Regions from separate parts of the Mus musculus genome. Here all the other regions are linked to region 4. Evidence: chromatin contacts called from public promoter capture Hi-C data. All regions are on one chromosome and are shown on one strand. Each heading gives the region's core, a stretch centred on a gene start, on an enhancer-like site or on the middle of the called end of the contact. The rest is flanking DNA. Distances are from core to core; before and after follow the strand shown.

Evidence for each region. Promoter capture Hi-C pulls out the DNA fragments that hold promoters and counts their contacts. Capture Hi-C pulls out chosen DNA fragments and counts their contacts.
Region 1: a contact with region 4 is called in a promoter capture Hi-C map of liver. The contact joins the promoter of Ptges3l here to the promoter of Psmc3ip in region 4. A contact is called at or near these places in 11 of 39 promoter capture datasets (the C10 cell line, the HPC-7 cell line, HPC-7-derived erythroid cells and 8 more), 3 of 484 Hi-C or Micro-C datasets (Th1 cells, liver and nephron progenitors), 2 of 115 datasets of contacts at active chromatin or transcription factors (the SCID.adh cell line and fetal liver) and 4 of 9 other capture datasets (adipose tissue, embryonic stem cells, liver and 1 more).
Region 2: a promoter capture Hi-C map of liver shows a contact between it and region 4, with 2.2 times the contacts expected there. The contact joins the enhancer-like site here to the promoter of Psmc3ip in region 4. A contact is called at or near these places in 9 of 39 promoter capture datasets (3T3-L1-derived adipocytes, the C10 cell line, embryonic stem cells and 5 more), 1 of 15 datasets of contacts at CTCF or cohesin (the NIH/3T3 cell line), 1 of 484 Hi-C or Micro-C datasets (liver), 8 of 115 datasets of contacts at active chromatin or transcription factors (the 230-238 cell line, acute myeloid leukemia, bone marrow-derived macrophages and 5 more) and 3 of 9 other capture datasets (adipose tissue, embryonic stem cells and pancreatic islet).
Region 3: a contact with region 4 is called in a promoter capture Hi-C map of pancreatic islet. The contact joins the promoter of Tmem106a here to the promoter of Psmc3ip in region 4. A contact is called at or near these places in 1 of 39 promoter capture datasets (liver), 2 of 115 datasets of contacts at active chromatin or transcription factors (bone marrow-derived macrophages and pancreatic cancer cells) and 1 of 9 other capture datasets (pancreatic islet).

Annotation. Positions count from the first base shown.
Region 1 is chr11:101,423,144-101,428,026 of GRCm38.p6, forward strand. It overlaps Ptges3l (prostaglandin E synthase 3 like), which reads right to left and starts at 2,185. Exons shown (of 7, transcript NM_001357574.1): 1 at 1,473-2,185; 2 at 1,012-1,125; 3 at 834-900; 4 at 637-735. The coding sequence starts at 1,480. Rundc1 (RUN domain containing 1) reads left to right here and starts at 1,942. Exons shown (of 5, transcript NM_172566.4): 1 at 1,942-2,467. The coding sequence starts at 1,961.
Region 2 is chr11:100,788,736-100,793,358 of GRCm38.p6, forward strand. It overlaps Stat5b (signal transducer and activator of transcription 5B), which reads right to left. Exons shown (of 19, transcript NM_001113563.2): 13 at 2,012-2,218; 14 at 1-26. Among named protein-coding and RNA genes, the nearest start is that of Ghdc, 20 kb to the left of the region's middle. Within about 2 kb of position 2,241, at least 72 of the 459 cell types and tissues checked have an H3K27ac peak or open chromatin away from gene starts, as enhancers often do. A contact at or near this core is called in 3T3-L1-derived adipocytes, the NIH/3T3 cell line, adipose tissue and 1 more, where this site is marked.
Region 3 is chr11:101,580,440-101,584,902 of GRCm38.p6, forward strand. It overlaps Tmem106a (transmembrane protein 106A), which reads left to right and starts at 1,803. Exons shown (of 9, transcript NM_144830.3): 1 at 1,803-1,886; 2 at 2,186-2,265; 3 at 3,119-3,345; 4 at 4,007-4,070. The coding sequence starts at 3,138. Nbr1 (NBR1, autophagy cargo receptor) reads left to right here. Exons shown (of 24, transcript NM_008676.3): 24 at 146-1,512. The coding sequence ends at 319.
Region 4 is chr11:101,093,415-101,098,395 of GRCm38.p6, forward strand. Psmc3ip (proteasome (prosome, macropain) 26S subunit, ATPase 3, interacting protein) reads right to left here and starts at 2,021. Exons shown (of 8, transcript NM_008949.3): 1 at 1,929-2,021; 2 at 1,744-1,844; 3 at 1,522-1,611; 4 at 267-378. The coding sequence starts at 1,962. Retreg3 (reticulophagy regulator family member 3) reads right to left here. Exons shown (of 9, transcript NM_026501.3): 9 at 2,908-4,981. The coding sequence ends at 4,749.

The DNA of each region.
Region 1 (4,883 bases), core at 935-3,434, 330 kb after region 4:
TAACAGAGCCCACTGAAAGCGATGGAAAGAGTGGCTAAGAAATGAGACAGAAGGGCTGGAGAGATGGCTCAGCGGTTAAGAGCACTGGCTGCTCTTTTGAAGGTCCTGAGTTCAATTCCCCGTAACCACATGGTGGTTCACAACCATCTGTAATGAGATCAGATGCCCTCTTCTGGTGTTTATGAAGACAGCTACAGTGTACTCATATAAATAAAATAAATCTTTAAAACAAACAAACAAAAAAGAAATGAGACAGAAAATAGGCAACGATAATAATACCTGTAATGTCATACACATGCTTGCAATATCAATGTTCAGGAGGCTGAGGCAGAGGGATGGCAAGTTCAAGGCCAGCCTGAGCAACAACAAAAGAGCTTGACTCAAAAACAAAAGCGAACAGACAAAAACCTACTTCCCCCAACAAACCCTGGTGGTTGCTGTCTAGACTAGGAGGAAATATATAGATTTCAGAATAAATAGAATATCAAATACACACGACCCAGAGGACTCCCTAAAATAGTGACTGGAAAGAAGCCAAACACAGCTCCAGATATAACTCTGATGCTTGGGTGCACAGAGAGAATGCTCAGATGAAGGGAGAGCACAGGAGTAGACCACTCCTGCACACACACTCACCTTTATATCCTCCTTTGTGAGCCTAGGCCAGGCCACCTTCTCCTTCCATTTCCTCACAAAGCAAGTAATGGAGCGACCAGAACGCTTATCCTGGGAGTCCTGTCAGACAGATAGCCTTATTTTTAGGATAAACTTCCAGTCTCCTTGCTTGGCCAGCCTTTCTTGTTCAGATATGACTATCCTTACCCTGCCCTCACCTTGGAGTTCACCTTGGCATAGAATTCAATCTCGTTATACAGCTCCACTCCATCACCATTCCTGCAGCTAAAGTTACAGTAAAGAGACATAGGAAGTGACAGGATAAGTTCTTGAGACACCAGGAGGATAGGAACGGTTCTTGAGACCCCAGGCCAGTCCACAGGGGAAGACTACTACCTGAACACGACGCGGTGGTCCTCAATGAGCACACTGACGTCGGTGCTGTCCTCAACGCAAAACTCCATGAAAACATATTTGGGTCTGTCGTACCACAGAGTCCGGGCAGGCTGCCTGAAGAGGTTGGAGGTGGGGCTTGGTAGGGGTGGGCAAGACTGAAGGCAATATGGAAAGGTGGAGGGAGGAGACAGTAGAGTCGTACGTGGTGCCACTGAACCAGACAGAGGGGAGTAGTGGGAGTGGGCAGAGGTGGCGAGAATAAACCCAGAGAGCCAAGGGAAGTAAGGAGTTAGAAAATACGTTCAGATCTCACCACCCCCTCTCACCCACAGTCACAGAGACGTGGAGTCTGGGGTGCTGGTGGGCAGACTCAGCGGCTTCTACAAATGTGGGAGAGGAAATCTGCAGGAAAACGGACAGGGGAATATGTAGGACCTGTATGATGGCGGCCTGAAACTCACCGTTCCATGGTGACTCCAGCTGCCCCGTGGCTTTTGGAGTCCCAAGAAAAGGCCTCTATCTTTAGATTCTAGGAGGCTCCTAGCAGCTGCCTCTCCTTATATGGTAGGAGGAAGGGTTGCGAGGGAGGGAAAGAAAGTTGGCTTGACAGCAAGAGTGATTTGGACTCCAGAAGGACACCGGGAGCGTTTTCTACATCTCGGGGTCTCCAGAAATAAACATATCAGAAATACAATATCTACTCTCTATCCAGGGAAAGGGCTACTCTAGCCCCTATATGCAGGAAGTTACTTGTTCTCGGTTTCATTCACTTGTTCCTCCAACTCAAAGTGTCTAATTCACAAAATGCATTAAAGTCCCGAGGGGGCGGGCCCTCCCGAGATTGGAGGAGTGCAAGACCCGCCCACCACTCGTCCAGGCTTCCCTGCCAGAGCCCGTTGCCATGGCAGCAAGGGGGCGCCACTGACGTGCGGGCGGCGTTTCCGGGAAGATGGCGACGGTGGAAGTGGCTACGGAGCTAGGAACTGTGGTGACCGCTGTCGGGCCTAAGGCGAAGGACGAGGAAGAAGAAGAAGAGGAGGAGGAGTCGCTGCCACCATGCGAGACTGTGCGCTGGGCTCCCGTGGGGGCAGTGGCCGAGGCCGGTCCTGGGGCGGCGACGTTCTCGGAGGCGGCGGCAGCCGAAGAGCCTGGAGCGGCTCCGGGCTCTCCATCCGACGCGACTGTCCGCACGCTGAGGCGGCTGGAAGCCGAGCGGCGGCAGCTGGATTCGGCCCTGCTCGCGCTGTCCTCGCACTTCGCGCAGGTGCAGTTCCGTCTGCGCCAGGTAGTGCGCGGGGCGCCGGCGGAGCAGCAGCGTCTCCTGCGCGAGCTCGAAGACTTTGCCTTCCGCGGCTGTCCTCACGTCCTGGGTTACGAGGGGCTGGCAGACCCTTGTGGCGGTGACGAAAGCGATGTGCTGCCGGGGGACCGGCCACGGGTGCGGGGTGAGGACCAGGTGAGTGTCTGCCGCTAGTTCCGGATGCGGATGAAGATGATGCAGGCGGGGAGTTTGTGGGTGGTGATGCTGACACGGACCGAGGTAGAAAGGGTGAGGAGCGACCGAGCTGGAAGTACTATAGGCACGTGTATGCAAGATAGAGAGAAGAGTCAGGAAGATGCAGAAAGACATATGGCGAGCCTTAAAGAGTATTGAAAAGGCAGTTGGTAATGGAAGCCGTGCTGCCTCTGTCGACTTTGAGGTACTTGAGTGTGTATTTGTGTCACTCTCTCTACCCTGAAGTATATACCCTGAGCACTTATTGATAGAATGAACATTGGGAACGGGAGAAGTGTTAAGTGAAAGGGAAGTGAATTGGAATCCATGGAAATTGAAATTAATGCCCCGTGCTTTTTTTGGCATATAGATAGGCTGTGATCTTTATGCTGTCTTATCTCAGTGACGGCTTTGGTGAACAGACACCATCCCTTGGCAGTGGAAAGAAACACACCTGACTATAAGGATGTCCTGACAGTGTTTTCAGACTGCTCTGCCATCCTGGTTAATAACGGGGTTCTCTGAACGGGGCCTTCTGACTGACCAGTGCGTTCTTCAGTACACCGAAGAAGCAAGGAAATTCTGTAAACCACAACGCGGGAAGATTCCTTACAAACTTTGAACGTCTGGAAGCTGGAAGTTTTGAGACAGGCCGCCTTTTCCGCTTCCTGTTGTGCAGATTGCAGTCCACATGTGGCTTTCTTCCCACTCAAAATGGTTTAGCCAAGAAAACTTATTGGTAGGAGATAGTGACTTATGCTGATCTGAAGTGTTTCCAGTTCCTTCCTTCTCATACCCATATACCCTTGCACAAGGAGCAGTCAACCACAAGTCAACAGACTTAAAAAGTGGCCAGGCCCTGTCCAGTATTGAATGCCATGGAAGGTCCTGGGCAGAGATGGTACTGTCTCTATTTTTTATTGTCACTTTCAGAAAAAATTGTCAAGGTAATGACATAAAAAAATTGTCCTCGCTCTGCCAATTAAGCAGCTGTATTGTTAAGTACATTCTTTGGGCAAAATGATATATTTTTTCTGCTTTGGGGGGGGCAAAGGGAACAGTCTTGGGGGTGGCACCCAGGAAGTTGCATGTTGTAGACAAGCACTCTGTCACCAATTAAGCTATGTCCTCAGCTCTTGAAAATTATTATTATTGATTTTTTTTAAAAGACAGGCTCTCTGACCCAGAACTTGCTATAGAATCATCTTGAAGTTTTTTTGGGTTTTAGTGTGTGTGTGTGTGTGTGTGTGTGTGTGTGTAGGAGCACAGTGCTGGTGTCACAGCCTACTTGTGGAGGTCAGAGGACAGCTTTTAGGAGTTAGTTCTCTCCTTAGAATGTGAGTTCGAGACATCAAGCACAAGCCATCAGGCTTGGTGTTCCTAACCTTGAATTTCTCCTCATCCCACCTCCATCTTCTGGATACTGAGATTATAGGCAGGTGGACCAACCGGAGTTAGTCAGTGCTTGGGTTTGAACCCAGAACCTAGTACACTCGAGGCAGGCACACTACCAAGTTAGCTATCTCACCAGTCTCTCCCAATTACCTTCAACTTTATCTCAATGTGTACTGGACATTAAACATATTATTTCCTGCCTTGCCCCAGAACTTATTTGGTCTTGCTGATAAACTTGTTTGATTAATTCCAGCAAATATGCTGTAACGATGACAGCGAGTGACAGACTTGGCAGGTGTAGTCATGGAAACAAATCAGGATTTATAGCTGGTTTCTTTCTTCATTGGCTTCACAAAGGAATGACAAAGATAGACTATGTTTTTGTTTCTTTCTCTTTTGGGTAGTTAGACAATTTCCTCCAGTTCATTATTTGGAGTTTGTTGTTCTATACCTAATTTAGTTCAAAAAACATAAAAGAAATATGTAATGAGGTCTGGAGAGATGGTTCAGTGGATCAGAGCAGGCTGCTCTTGCAGAGGACCCAGGGTTGATTCCCAGTATCTACACAGCAGCTCACAACTGTCTATACATGCTGTTCAAATGATTGGGGACCCTCTTCTAGGCTCTGTGGGCACCAGACACTCCTGTAGTGCACAGACATACGTGTGGGCAAGTCATCCAGGAACATAAAATAAAAATGTAAAGATTTTTTTTTTAAGGAAAAGAAATAAATATATTGAGAATTCACCCGTACTGGGCACAGTTCTAGGTATATTGAACATCAAAAGTCAAGGTCCTTGAGTTTGTAGATTAGTAGAGACAGGTCCTAAACAAACACTATAATGACTAAGTGTACACAATACAAAGGAAGAAATGACTTGTTCTTCCTGGAGAAAACCAGAGAAGGCTTTTTCAGTGGAGGCCTAGTTAGTAACTGAGGAAAAGAATGGGGCTATGGGGCTGGTGAGATGGCTCAGTGGGT
Region 2 (4,623 bases), core at 991-3,490, 300 kb before region 4:
GTGTAATTCCGTCCTGGCAAATTCTCCTGGTTGGGGACATGAGAGTGAACGGGAAGAGAGCCACAATGAGCATTAGAATATCAGCTGCATATGGCAGAAGCACTTCAGAGTTGGCTGTAAGGGACACTTGTCCTGGGCTTTATACAAACACCTTCCACATGCAGCCTGCGAAGGGTTGTCTTGTTCTGAATTAACTTTAAGTCTAGACGTCACCCAGGAGGCACACAAGACTCAGTGGCCTTGGCATATGTGATGCTAAGTCATTTCCCTAGAGACCCAGCGACCTCAGTGGGCTCAAGTTCAAGTGGAGTCCTCCCAGTGTCTAAAAGCAACAGCCCTGGAGCTAGAGAGATGGCTCAGCAGTTAAGAGCACTTGTTCTTGCAGCAGACTGGGGTTCAATCCCCAGCATCCACATGATGGTTCACGACCATCCATAACTCCAGTTCTAGGGCACTGCATACATGTGGTACACAGAGAAACATGGGGGCAAAACACCCACATACAAAATAATACAATAAAATAAATAAGACTCAGAGGCCTTGATATATGTGAATTTCCTCCTCCCCCGCCCCGTCACATATAGCAAGATGGCAAAGAGGGGAACAGGAATCTTAGGGACAAGAGCCAGATGCTGGGAGATAAGACTGAACTCTAAGGACCATCTACCAGAATCCTAAGACTGAATTCTGGGGGCCCAGCCACCAGAAGAATAAAACTGGACTCTGAATTGATTTTTTTCCCCCTTTCAGGTTCTTTATAAAAATGCACGAGGAAAAGACGGGAAGGCAGATTTGGCTCCAACTTCCACACTGTCAGCGCTCTGAATAAAGCAAAAAGCTTCAAACCCTGGCTTGTGCTTTGTGATGGGCAGCCCAGGCTACGTACAGACACTTCAGATGGAAAAGAAACGTCTCCACTGTCAGAAGCATGCAAACATGCCTGCCTGCCTGTTACCAAGTCATCTTACAGTCTCAGGGACAGAGCAAGGAGGGAAAGGGAGAAGGGAGGGATAAAAGCCACAGAGCTGGTACCCCCAGGGGATCCTGCTAGATTTGGTGGTCTCGCCTCTGGCCATTTCTGTGGTCTGAGACAAGCAGCACCAGTGTCCCCTGGGAGATTCTGAGATATGCACATTTTTCCAGGCTCGCCCTAGATCTGCTATGAATCAGAGCTTACACTTTTTAACAAGATGCAGGGTGGGTTCATAGATCTGACCTGAATTAGATCACACTAAGCCACAGAGGCTGACATCATACACACATTCCTAGTAATTATCAGCCAAGTACAGTAACCAGGTTCTGTGGGAGGCAGGGGCTTTACCACAATGGCAAAGGTAGACCACCGAGGCCTGTTTTCCTGACCTCCTCTGACGACCGCCGATTGGGTCCAGAACCATTCAGAAACCATGAGCTTTCTAAATTAAGGGCATCTGGGTCTCTGGGTTACAGACAGAGCAGGGAGAAGTTTAACTGAAAATCAAAGCTGTGACTTGAAGAAACATTTCCTTTGTCCGTACCCCCTTCCAGGGGCCTGAGGGTTTCTCGGAAGTCTGTGCTGAGCTTGGCTTACATTTGCTTCACTGTGTCCTTTATTTTTAATTTTTTTATTATATGTAAGCACACTGTAGCTGTCTTCAGACACTCCAGAAGAGGGCATCGGATCTTGTTACAGATGGCTGTGAGCCACCATGTGGTTGCTGGGGTTTGAACTCAGGACCTCTGAAAGAGCAGTCAGTGCTCTTAACCACTGAGCCATCTCTCCAGCCTACACTGTTTCCTTTATAGAGGAAGAAATGCATTAAGTGCCCACAGGGCCCAGCTCACAGACACAAAGCAAAGATGTCACTCTATGTGAGACCTGACCCTCAAACTGTCCATCTACACAGATGTTTCTGTGACCTTGGGTAGAGCTCATGAGAAATAGGAAGAACAGGGGCCCAGGGCAGGGAAACTCCAGGAGGCAGGCATTTGGAAAGGTTGGAGTAAGAGCGGCTGGCAGCCAGCCACTCACCCGGTTGAACTGGGACCAGGACACGGACATGCTGTTGTAGTCCTCGAGGTGGTTGCTGCTGATGTTGAACAGTTTCTGTGCCAGGAACACGAGGTTCTCCTTGGTCAAGCCCCGGTTGCTCTGTACTTCAGCCTTGAATTTCATGTTGAGCGCTTCACACAGCTGCGGCCACAGCACCTTGTCAGGCACGGCAAATGGCACCCTGCCCTGAGAGGGAGAGAAGCCAGCCTCTAAGAGAACAGTTGCTTGCTTGATTCTCTCAAGCCACAAAAGGAAAGCAGCAGTGGCTGGAAGGAGTTGGGTTTGTCTTGCCAAACCTGAGCATATTCAGACATTCATAGGATGTCCTGTTCTGAGAGACACACAAGGCTCTACTTTAACGTCCTCATTCATGACACAGCTGCAGGGCCACCCTGCCTTACCTGTGCTGGCTTGGGAGCTACTGACCCTGCGGTCAGATTCTGGTTCTAATAAATAGCATCAGAGCAAAGTACCACCAAGTTTTGGCTCATGGTCTGGATTCACTGGAAGTTTTAGATAGTGAAAACATGGGTAGGTGTGGTGGCCCACGCCTGTGACCTTAGCACCTGGGAGAGAGAGAGGTACAGGAGTTCTAGGTCATTCTTTACCGCATAGCGTTTGAGGTCAGCCTGGGCTATGTGAGACCCTATTTTAAAGAGAGAGAGAGAGAGAGAGAGAGAGAGAGAGAAGGAGGGAGGGAGGGAAGGAGGGAGGGAGTGGGAGGGAAGAAGGGAGTGAGAGAGAGAGAGAGAGAGAGAGAGAGCAGTCAGACAGACAAGCCTGGCTTTCTAAGTGAGCAGAGGGAGGGCACACATGTGCAGCCCCAAGTATAATACTTGCTTGTCCTTGACACCTGCCAAGAACTCTAGCTCACAGTGAAGCAACTTGGCATGGAGGAGTGGAAAGTTTCTAGTTGGCAACTTGATTGAGAAACAGTTAGAATATGAACTTGTAATACACTGCCTCTCATTCTATTCAGCTGGCTGGTCAGTAGGTACGAGGGTAGTTAGGGCCAGAGGGATGTGGTCTGGTGCTCGCACCACACAGGGCAGTGACCAAGATGGCCAGGAGAGGGGACTTCCTCTCTCTTCACCTTCCTGCTTCCTTCCTCCTCCCCTCCCTGTGGGGGTGTGTGAGGGTGAAGCACATATGTGCACATAGGTGGAGGTCAGAGGTCAACCTCAGGTGTCTTTTTTCATGAGTTCTCCACTTCTTAAAATTTATTATTGGGGCTGGAGAGATAGCTCAAGTGATGAAGAGCACTGGCTGTTTTTGCAGCACCCACATGGCAGCTCACAATCATCTGTAACCCCAGTTCCAGGGGATCTGATGCTCTCTTCTGGCCTCATGGGCCACAGGCACAACATGCTACACACATATACATGTAGGCAAAACTCTCACATGTATAAAATAAAATATAAAAACTCATGTCTCCATATTTGCATGGCAAGCACTTTACTAAGCCATCCCCCAAGCCCCTTTCTTAGTTTGGGATAGGTCTCATGCAGGCCAATCTGGCCTTGAACTTGAAATTAATATATAGCCAGGATAAACATGAACTTCTGATCCTTCTGACTCTACCTCCCAAGGGCTAAGATTACAGGAGTGCATTACCATGACTGTTCAGGGGACTACCTATCATCTGTCTGTCTGTCTGTTGTACCTCACTACTAAGGTTATATAGTCTACCATGTCCGGACAGCTTCCCTGAGCTTGGTGTAAAATGAAGAACAACCAGTCGGGCGTGGTGGCTCTCGCCTTTAATCCCAGCACTCGGGAGGCAGAGGCAGGCGGATTTCTGAGTTCGAGGCCAGCCTGGTCTACAAAGTGAGTTCCAGGACAGCCAGGGCTACACAGAGAAACCCTGTCTCAAAAAACCAAAACCAAAAAAACAAAACAAAACAAAACAAAACAAAACAAAACAAAACAAAAAAACAACCTTCTCTAAGCAGGGCTTCCTCTTCTTCTGATCTGGGGAGCCCAAACCATACTCTGGGGGAGGTCACATAATCCATGGTGAAATTCAAGGAATGCCTCTCCATGCAAATGAGGTACCCCCAAGCCTCAGCCAATGTAATTTCACTTTAAGAAGAACCCCTTTCCACTCTCCTAGGTTCATATACACAGCCCTGGTTCACCCCGAATAAAGTGTGTATGCATACAATGCATACAAGCCTATCCTGAATAAATCCCAGCATACAGTGGTGTCTGGATACTCCGAGAGGGAGGAAATGGAGGACCCAGAATCACAGCTGGATTCCAACATGCATAACACCTCTCTCTCCCTTTCTCTTTCTCTCCCTCTCTCTCTCTCTCCCTCGCCCCCCCTCCTTCCTGAGACAGGGTTTCTCTATGTAGTCCTGGCTGCCCAAGTACTGAGATGGTCGACTCTATCAAACTTTCTGTATTTATTTTTAAATAGCATTCAAGATAACTTAGTCATCAGCATCACTGAGAATGTAAAAAATTTCATATTATTTGGACAAGATACCCTACTGGTTACACATTGCAGGGCACGTCAAGGTTACAGAAAGCTTCGTGGACAACAGGGATGGAGGTGAAGCAATCTAATCCATAAGGCTTTGAAACTT
Region 3 (4,463 bases), core at 553-3,052, 490 kb after region 4:
TGACTTGTTAGGGAAACAGGAAAGTTGTGCCCTTGCATCTGATCACCCAACACTTTGAATAAGGAGGAAACACTAGGATGACAGTGTAATACAGATTTGCAAAGAAGCAAATTATATAGAAAAATGTCTCCTTGTCTCTGCACAGCCCATCGTTTCTGAAGATCAGACCACAGCCCTGATGGCCCATCTCTTTGAAATGGGATTCTGCGACAGGCAGCTGAACCTAAGGCTGCTGAGAAAACACAATTACAATATCCTGCAGGTTGTGACAGAGCTCCTTCAAGTGAATAACAACGACTGGTACAGCCACCGCTATTGAGGACTGACCTTGTATTAAATAACTGCCTGCCGCTCAGAGGTGGTCTCTCTGCTGTCATTGAGTGTGGGTGGAAGCCCTTGCTTGCTTTTTAATCTGATGAATCTATGTCTCTGAATTGTCAAAACAGTACCTGTTACAGTATTTTTTGGAGCAAATCAAAGGCCAGAACTTAAATTTTCACTGTAGAAATGGGATGAATGGTAGGAAGACAGTTTTCAACTCAGCTGGACAGAACTCTCGCCGCTGTAGTCCGTGGAAGCGAGTAACTTGGACTTCCTTAGATCGCTTTTCCTTCTGCTTGTATTGAAATTGAGTATTTTCCTTTGGTTCATGTGGATGTTTTTAATGGGCTGTTAAATATTAGTTTGGTTTTTGTTTTTTAAAGATTAACCTTGAATGTTTCCAAGAATTATTCACCTAGTTTCTATAACCAATCGCAAGCCTCATAGCTACATAAAGACAGCAGATCAAGAAAGTCATGTTCCTCAAAGACTTAGAAATGAGGAACACTTTGCTTTCAGAAGGCCTAGCAGGAACCTGGAAGGACAGGAGGCATTCGGGTTAACCCACAGCACCCACTGAGCAGTGTCTGTCAAAGTAATTTTGCATAAATTTTATTTAAGGAGAATCCTGGGTAGTGTGAAATATTTTGCTAATCCTATGGGGGGGGCACCTGTTACAGAAAGGGAAAGTTAGTAGTCGTCCTTTTACTGACTGTCACAGTGGATTGGAAGGACAAGCATGTGCAAATACTCATCTCAGTAAGGTCGGGTGTGGGTGAAAGGACACAGAACTGCTGCTGACTTTCCGAATGTGTGGAATCCCCTTGTGAGGTATCCAGCCCTAGAAAGCCGAGAACAGGAAGTAATGCTTTGGGGCTAACCCACAGAAAGGTTAGTTTACCATTAGAATAGATGGGAAGAAGGCTCTGTCAAGAGTTCTAGGTCTCATTTAGTTTATAAAGGGAAGCTTTGGGTCCAGATGGTGAAAGAAAAGGCAACACAACACTAAAGATTTTATTCATGTTTGAGAAAAGGTATCTGAACTCCAGCTCAAAGGGGATAGTTAAAATAGTATTATTTAACTTAGTTGGTATTTATAATAAATGGCGATCTTAATTACTCATAATATGTTTATTTACAATCTAACTCTTGAATGCTTCTAAATAAACCACAATTCAAACTGCAAGCCAACCAAGCTGTTTATTGTTTAAAATGTTTTCCTGGGGTTTGGGGTAGAGGCAGAGCCCCATGATGTGAGAAATTGGGTATATTTGGAGGGACCTGTCCATCTAGGTCCAGTTTTTCGTTCCGTTGTACTTGCACGTAGCAACTTAAAAGAATTGTGAATACGTGTTATTTGAAACTCGTACCTGAACTAGTTTGGTCCTGGCGATAGCAACATTTGTCCTGTGAGACTCGCAGAGCCGGAAGTGTCTTCCAGTGGCCTCTCAGGAGGAGAGGGCGGGGCGGGAGCGAGGGGCGGGGCCGAGCCCGGCTTGGACTCCGAGCTTGTGTTAAATGTGCAGCTCCCGCAGTTTCGATTTTGCTGAGGGCGTTGTCACCTGGTAAGGCGTCCCTGGGACCCCATCTCTTTACCCTTTTCAAAGCAAGAATTCAGAGACGTTTGGGCTTACTCAGCGCCCAACACGTTGTTGCCCAAATTTGACTAACGGCCAGTGAGGTGGGATTTAAAATCCTTCCTCGATGAAATCCTACCTTTTCCTTCCTTGCCTACCATAGCAGAATCCCCTAGTAGAGAGGACTTGACCCTCCCGGTAGACAAGAGTCCCTGCTCCCCACTTTCAACACATTGACTCTCTCTGGTCTCCGCTGAATTGAGCTGTTCAACTCCACCCTACCCTAGAGGCCCTTCTCCCCAAAGGAGCATTCCAGAAAACCCAATCTTGGAGCTGAGCAGAGCCTGGAATCCCAGACCTAAACCAGGTGAGTAAGGGTCTTTATTTTAGCCCAGGAAGATGTGAGTATCCTAAGGAGTTACTGCGTCATTCAAGCCACTACTCAGGGATTGGGGGCAAAGTTCAGATTTGGCCTTGACCTTGCCTTAGGAAGAACAGACTCCGAAGTCTCAGAAAGCAATGAATGGATCAAGGCTCCCTCCCAGTCCAGTTTCACAGGGTTTCTTAGCCACAGCTCTTTTTTTTTTTTTTTTTTTTTTTTTGGTTTTTTCGAGACAGGGTTTCTCTGTATAGCCCTGGCTGTCCTGGAACTCACTCTGTAGACCAAGCTGGCCTCGAACTCAGAAATCCGCCTGCCTCTGCCTCCCGAGTGCTGGAATCAAAGGCGTGCGCAACTCTGACCCCTTAAGCCCTGCTTTTCCAGCCAAACTCCCGAATAGAAAGAAGCCTGCCTTCTACACTCCCAATCAGATTTCAGGCCTATCTGCTCTGGGATTTCTACAGAGTAATCACTTGATTAGAAAAGACAAAAGGACCCTTCCATAATAGGAAGCTGTGCTTCCCGCTCCTAGTCCTACCCAGCTTCCCTGTCTTTAAAATAAAGGACAGCTCAGCTTTTCCTGGTTTAAAAAAAAAAATTCTACATTCACTTGCAGAAATCCCTTAAAGTGAAATAACTTCTGCTTTTCTTTGATTTCCTCTGAATTGAACTCTTACTTAAAAAAAAAAAAAAAAGAGTTCCAAGGCACCTCCCAAACTGTTCTTCCCTAAGCAAAAGCTTCTTAGATAATGGTAGGGCTTCTTGGCAATCTTAAAAACTTAAAACCTCACATCAGTGCTAACAGGTTAATAGCTCTGAACCTTGTTTTATTTCTCATTAGTGAAAAATTCCGCTGGACTATGGGTAAGGCAGTCTCCCAGCTCACCTCTCGGAAGGATGAGGACAAGCCTATCCTACCTGATAACCCAGCCATGGCCAGCCAGGCTGCCAACTACTTCAGCACTGGTAGCAGCAAGCCAGCACACTCCTGTATGCCTTATGAAAAGGCTGCTAGTTCCAGCTTTGTGACTTGTCCTACCTGCCAAGGCAATGGGGAGATCCCCCAAGGTGAGTAGCCCAAGGCTCTGGAAATACTCTAGAAACCAGGGAGCGATCCGGATCTGCCCCTCCACATCTCCTGGAGTAGGTAGACCTCTCCTACGTATGCAGTCTCAGGCTGGCCAAGAAGGACCCAGGTCCTGCTGTGGTTCTATTCCCCAGCTCCTAGAGGAAAGTTTCGTGTCTGTCTGTTCCTCAAGCCAGTGTCTTGGGATTTGGGAAGTTAAAAATGACCTTTTCAAGCCAAGCGTGGTGGCGCACACCTTTAATCCCAGCACTCGGGAGGCAGGGGCAGGCGGATTTCTGAGTTCAAGGCCAGCCTGGTCTACAAAATGAGTTCCAGGACAGCCAGGGCTATACAGAGAAACCCTGTCTCGGAAAAAAAAAAGGACCTCTCCAAAGGAACAGGGCCACCTCTGACTTTGTAGTGACTCAGTGTGTCTCATACCTGGTTATGGAAGTCCCATTCCTCTCCGAGCTGAAAGCTGGGCTGTCAACTTCAATTTTGACAGTGCTCCCAATCCTGCCATGGGACAGAGGCATCGTGCTCCTGGCACTGCAAGATGGAGTGGAGGGGCGCTTGAGGGAGGCTGGCACAGGAAATGTTTGTCATGGGCACTCCTTGGCATTCTCTCTCTCTTTCTCTCTCTCTCTCTCTCTCCCTCTGCAGAGCAAGAGAAGCAGCTGGTTGCTCTCATCCCTTATGGAGACCAAAGGCTGAAGCCCAGACGCACGTGAGCTTCATACATCCCTTAGGGGCTGCCTTACCTGTCTCCCCTCTTTAGATCTCCCGGTTTGTTTGGTTTTTTTCCATTGGTTTTCATCTAGAAGCCCGAGTCTTACTGTGCTCAAACTTACACTACATTCGTGTTTCCAAGGATTGTTTGTTTAAGAATGATAGTAATAGTATTAGCGGCTGGGATTGTAGCTCACTGATAGTGTGTTTGCTTAGCCAACATGCACGAGGCCCTGGGTTTGATCTTTAGCAATAAAAAGCCAATGCCATAGTTTTGCTAATTAACTTTGTTTCATAATGTAGGTGACATATGTTAAAATATCATGCCCCGTAAATATGTACACTTATATGTCATTCAAAATATAACATAATATAAGGCAGCATGGATCAT
Region 4 (4,981 bases), core at 771-3,270:
TTTCCCGCTTTTCAATACAGGATTTCTCTGTATAGCCCTGGCTGTCCTGGAACTCACTTTGTAGACCAGGCTGGCCTTGAACTCAGAAATCCACCTGCCTCTGCCTCCGCCTCCCGAGTGCTGGGATTAAAGGCGTGCGCTACCACGCCCGGCTTCTGTGTTTCTTTCAATGCAACATCATAGGCACCTGGCAAAGGGGTCTTAGCTGCAGTCAAGGAACCATTCTGTTAGCAATTTATGACCTCCAAACCACGGCCCAGTCTTACCGGCCTCCATGTGTCGGCAGCTCTGCTGTAAGCTCTGCACCTTGGCAGTGAGGGCCACGATACTGGCATCCAGGCCGTGGAGGTCCGCATCACTCACTGTGTCAAACTGGTTCTGCCAGCCAAGAGAAATATAGCTGATTCCATGAGGCACAGAGAGAAAAATACACATCAGGGGAGGCGGCATTCAAATATGGAAGCACCAGTAGGTGACCCCTAAACCCAACAGTGGGAGAGGATGCTGGGGCTAGTGGTACAGGCTCCTCACTCCAGCAACCTGGAAGGCTGAGGCAGGGGGACTATCTGTACATTAATTAAGTGGCTGGGCATACAGCTCAATGGCAAAGTAGAGCAGAATAAGTGAGACCAAATGCTTTAGAAAGTCTAAAAATACAGTGGAGCTCTTGAGCCATCTTGCCAGCCTCAATCTGCATTTAGATAGATCATTCAGGATACAACATCCAAGATTAAACCTTAATACATCATTTTAGACAGGCGGGTCTGACTGAGAGCAGTGATGACACGTTAGATTTAACAACTGCAAAATAAATAAATAAATAAAATTGAGCTAGCCTGGGCCACGTAGTGAGGGCTAATCTCAAAAAAGAGGGTGGATGGGGGTAATCAGATATAATTGACAAATAGCCACACATATCAGGTGTATAAATAAGAGAGACAAAGACTTACATTCTAATCTCTGGGTTGAGAAGAGAGGTTTCCTGACAGAAAAATGCTAGAAAGCCAATTAGGGGGCAGAGAGTAAGCATTCAACATTGGCCATATCGATGCTGGTACTCAATATTATCTGGATAATAATTATCCAGAGAGAAGTCTGGGTAGGAGAATGTAAATTTGATGTGTTTGGGGTAGTGGGGCAGAGGAAGAGGAAAAATGATTTGGCAGGAAACGATAGCAGAAACGAGACTAGGAGTTGTGAGTCAGGGTCTTCCTTTGTTCATAGCTCAAATGAACACTGATGAAGGCAGCGTGCAGCGTACAACTGACTTAAGAGTATCTGAAGCTCTTTCATACCACTGATTAGATTATTTTGTGAGGTGCCTCAACACTTTTTTTTTTTCCCCGAAACAGGTTTCTCTGTGTAGCCCTGGCTGTCCTCGAACTGAGAAATCCACCTGCCTCTGCCTCCCAAGTGCTGGAATTAAAGGCGTGCGCCACCACTGCCCGGCATGCCTCAACACACGAAATGCTGAGATTCACTCAGACAAGCTCTCAGGTGAGTGTTAATCTGAGTTCTCACCTGATCGGCAAAATAAATTTTCTGCTTGCCGTAGGTCTTCTCTTTGATCTTGCCTTCCTGGGCCAGCTGATCCAGCGCCTTCACTACCGCCTAGCAGAGGAGAGGGTGAAACAATTAGCGCGACCCCAGACGGGGGAGATTTCTGTTGTGACAAGGAAGGCAGGACCCAAGGCTAACAAGGGAGTCCAGCGGGGAGGGAGCCCCCGCAAAGGGGGTTCTCACCGCCTTGCCCAGTCCATGTTCCTTCTGTAGGTTTCCGAACACGTCCTGGGCGCTGTAGGGCCGGTTTTGTTCTTGCAGGTACCTCAGGATGATCCCGGGGGCTGCGGGAGACGAGGTAGGATATGGGGGTCACCTCCGACCCCCTCTCCTATTCCCCTCCCGGGTCTTGCGGGCTTTGCCGTTACCTCCAGCCGCAGCCTCGGCCCGGCTTTTACTCATGGCCTTTCCCGCCACCAAACTCGAGAGCTGGACTGGTCGGTTGCTCCGGGAAACGCCTCCTTCCGGTGAGGAGGCGGGACCTTAACGCTGATTGGCTAAGGAAGAAGCCTGCCGGAAGAGTACCCGGACCTTCCGGGACCCCGTAGCCCTAGTAGCGGCTGTCAAGAAGTCGCAGTCCCCGGCCTTAGTGACAGGTCAGCGGCCGCCTCCTGGGCCCGCAGTGCTGCCTGTGGTGAGCGGTCCTTTCTATAAGCCGCCAGACCCTGTTAGGCCGAGTTTGAGCACTCGTGACCTTGAGCTAAACCCGCGTGGTGTGGGAGCCGGGTCATCTACCACGCCGCTCAAGGGTGCACAGAGCTAGTCCTCCACAGGAGTGGGACTAGTTTTCTCACGTATAAAGGACCTGTAGGTACTTTTGTCAGAGGGTGGCTGTGAACGCCAAGGACACCAACGATTTTCGTGTCGCATGTAGGGGGCGCTCGACACCTAGTGTCATTTGAACGCCCAAGAAAGACGGTTAGGAATGGGGGCTACTCAAGCCACAAAGCTTGAAGTCTCCAGTTATGAGCTGCCACACCTGGCAGGTGCTTTCCATTCCTGACCACAGTGGCCAGTCCGGAGGAGCCTGAAATAAATATTTCTAGTTTCTGAGGTCTGCTGACGGTCAAAGAGCAGCTGTCCTTGCAGCTCAGTGGAAGGGCACAGTATTAATTTTTCAGTCCTTCAACCTAAAACTTCATTAAGCCATTATTCAGAGCCCGGCGAGGTGGCGCACGCCTTTAATCCCAGCACTTGGGAGGCAGAGGCAGGCGGATTTCTGAGTTCGAGGCCAGCCTGGTCTACAGAGTGAGTTCCAGGACAGTCAGGGTTACACAGAGAAACCCTGTCTAAAAAAACAAACAAAAAGATAAATCTAAAAGAGAAAAAAAATAACAATTGACAAATGCCCGCAAGGTATTAGTTATATTTATGTCTTGGTTGTAGGGGGGAGACGTGGCCTCAAGAGGGAAAAACAGAAAGGGCAGGAGGGTCCCTGACATCCACCTGGGCTTCCTCTTCTGAGGATCACCACACCAGATTAGCTATTATCAGATTAATGAGAAGACTTATCAAGGAAGTACACAACGAAACAGCAGTCTCTTAAAAGATTGTTCTCATACAAGATTTATTCCCCTGCACCCCCCCACCCAGCCCAATTCACAGTGGAGGACTTGGGAGATTCAGAGCAGGTTCCACTGGTACAAGAAAAGACCTGGATTTGCTTGCTCCCCTTCCCTCCCTCTTCCTCTTGCCAACTCCCAAAGCATGAAGCTACACACACTCATGCAAACACGCAAAACCCCAAGCCTTTCCCTCACCTCCCTTTTTTTGTTCTTTTCCACATCATCGAGTTCACCTGTAAGACATCTACCTGGCTCTAAGGAAAGAGATGTCCAAAGTATTTGAGAACCCTAAAGTGGGGAGATGCCATTATTATGCCTAACTTTCACACTCACTGACTATGAAACAGGCACCTGCCATTCCTCTTCTCACTGTTATTCACTCCCTGGCCTCTATCTTGTCCATCAACCAAGAGCAAAAGTGTTAGCACAACCCCCAACCTGCAGCACATAAAAATGGGCTCTGTCCAACATCCCTCACCCAAACACAAAAGTGCTGGGGGAGTGGTCCCTGAGGATCAGCAAAGGTTAATGCAAGAGGGAAAGAGGATAGAAGAATTTGGCTTGAGCTCTGATTTGGGAGACAGAGAGGCAGTATGCTGGCACAGGTTGAGAACCAATGATCATTTAAGGGGTTTTCACATGATTTGATTCGGGGCTGCAGAACACCTACCCTTGAGAATGGTCTCTGCTGATTACCAACATCCTTACTAACTGGGCTCATCCTTACAGGAGTTAGGAAGTGGTATGGTAAGAAGAGCTGGTGGCTCTTGGGATGAACGCCATGGCCATTTGTAAAGTGCTACTTTGCTATCCCCTGTGTAATTAGTGCTTCTCCAGAGGAGGAGCAAGGGAAGGAGGAGGGACATAAACATGGATATGATATTGCTTTGCTCATTGCTCAGATTGATGGTCAAATGGAGCCAAGGGTTAACAGCACCAAAGACAACCACACAGCTCCAGGAGCTTTCATGAGACCTCAAGGTAGGCACTCACCAACCCAGCCAGCCAGCTGATCCTACAGCTCACGGTGATATAGCAGAGGCTCAGCCCCACAGCATGTTCACATTTCTCAAACTCTGCAAGCACTCTGGAGTGCTCAGGGTCAGCCCTCTAGAAATGAAGATGGGCTCAGGGACAGGAAGTGGGCCTGCTCTGCAGAACCAAAGGGCACACTTGCTTTGAGAACACAAATCAAATCATGGTAAAAGACACAGATGATAACTCCTGTAGCTGCTGCCTGGCTTCTGTGGCTCCAGTGAGGTGAGGAGAAGAGATGGGCTCTTGTATCAGTGAGGGCCCCTGAGCACCCAGACCTAAAAGCAAACAGCACTACCTCCTCAAAGGGGAATCAAATCCCTACTTTGTTGCCCGTGTACCACCCTGATGGAGAGAAGCCTCCCTTGGGGCGGGAGTATGTTCTCACTTCAGTGACTAAGCACAGATACGATGTCTCACTGGCAGCAGGTAAGAGTACGTTCTCTTAGCAGGCCTCTGCATCAGCCAGGCCACCCAGCACACAGATAAAATTCAGGGGACAAGACTGGGTTCTTCCCTTGCCCCATCACAGTAAGTGGGGTGGAGGAAAATAACCTACAGCACAGTGACCCCCCTCAAAGGAGTCTCTCAGTGGCTCCTAGAACTGGCAGGGTCTAGCTGATTCAGCTCTGATTGGTCCAGAAGTTCAAAATCATCTCCTTCAGCATCAGTGTCCAGGTCTGAACTAGGGGCCCGGAGGAAGCCTCTTGTTGCTCTTCGGGGAGGTGGGCCAGAAGGGTCTGTCTGGGAGGCCTCTGACAAGGCCAGTTGGATCATACCCTGGGAGACCAGGCTGGCAAGGTTGCTGGTAAGGTTAGATC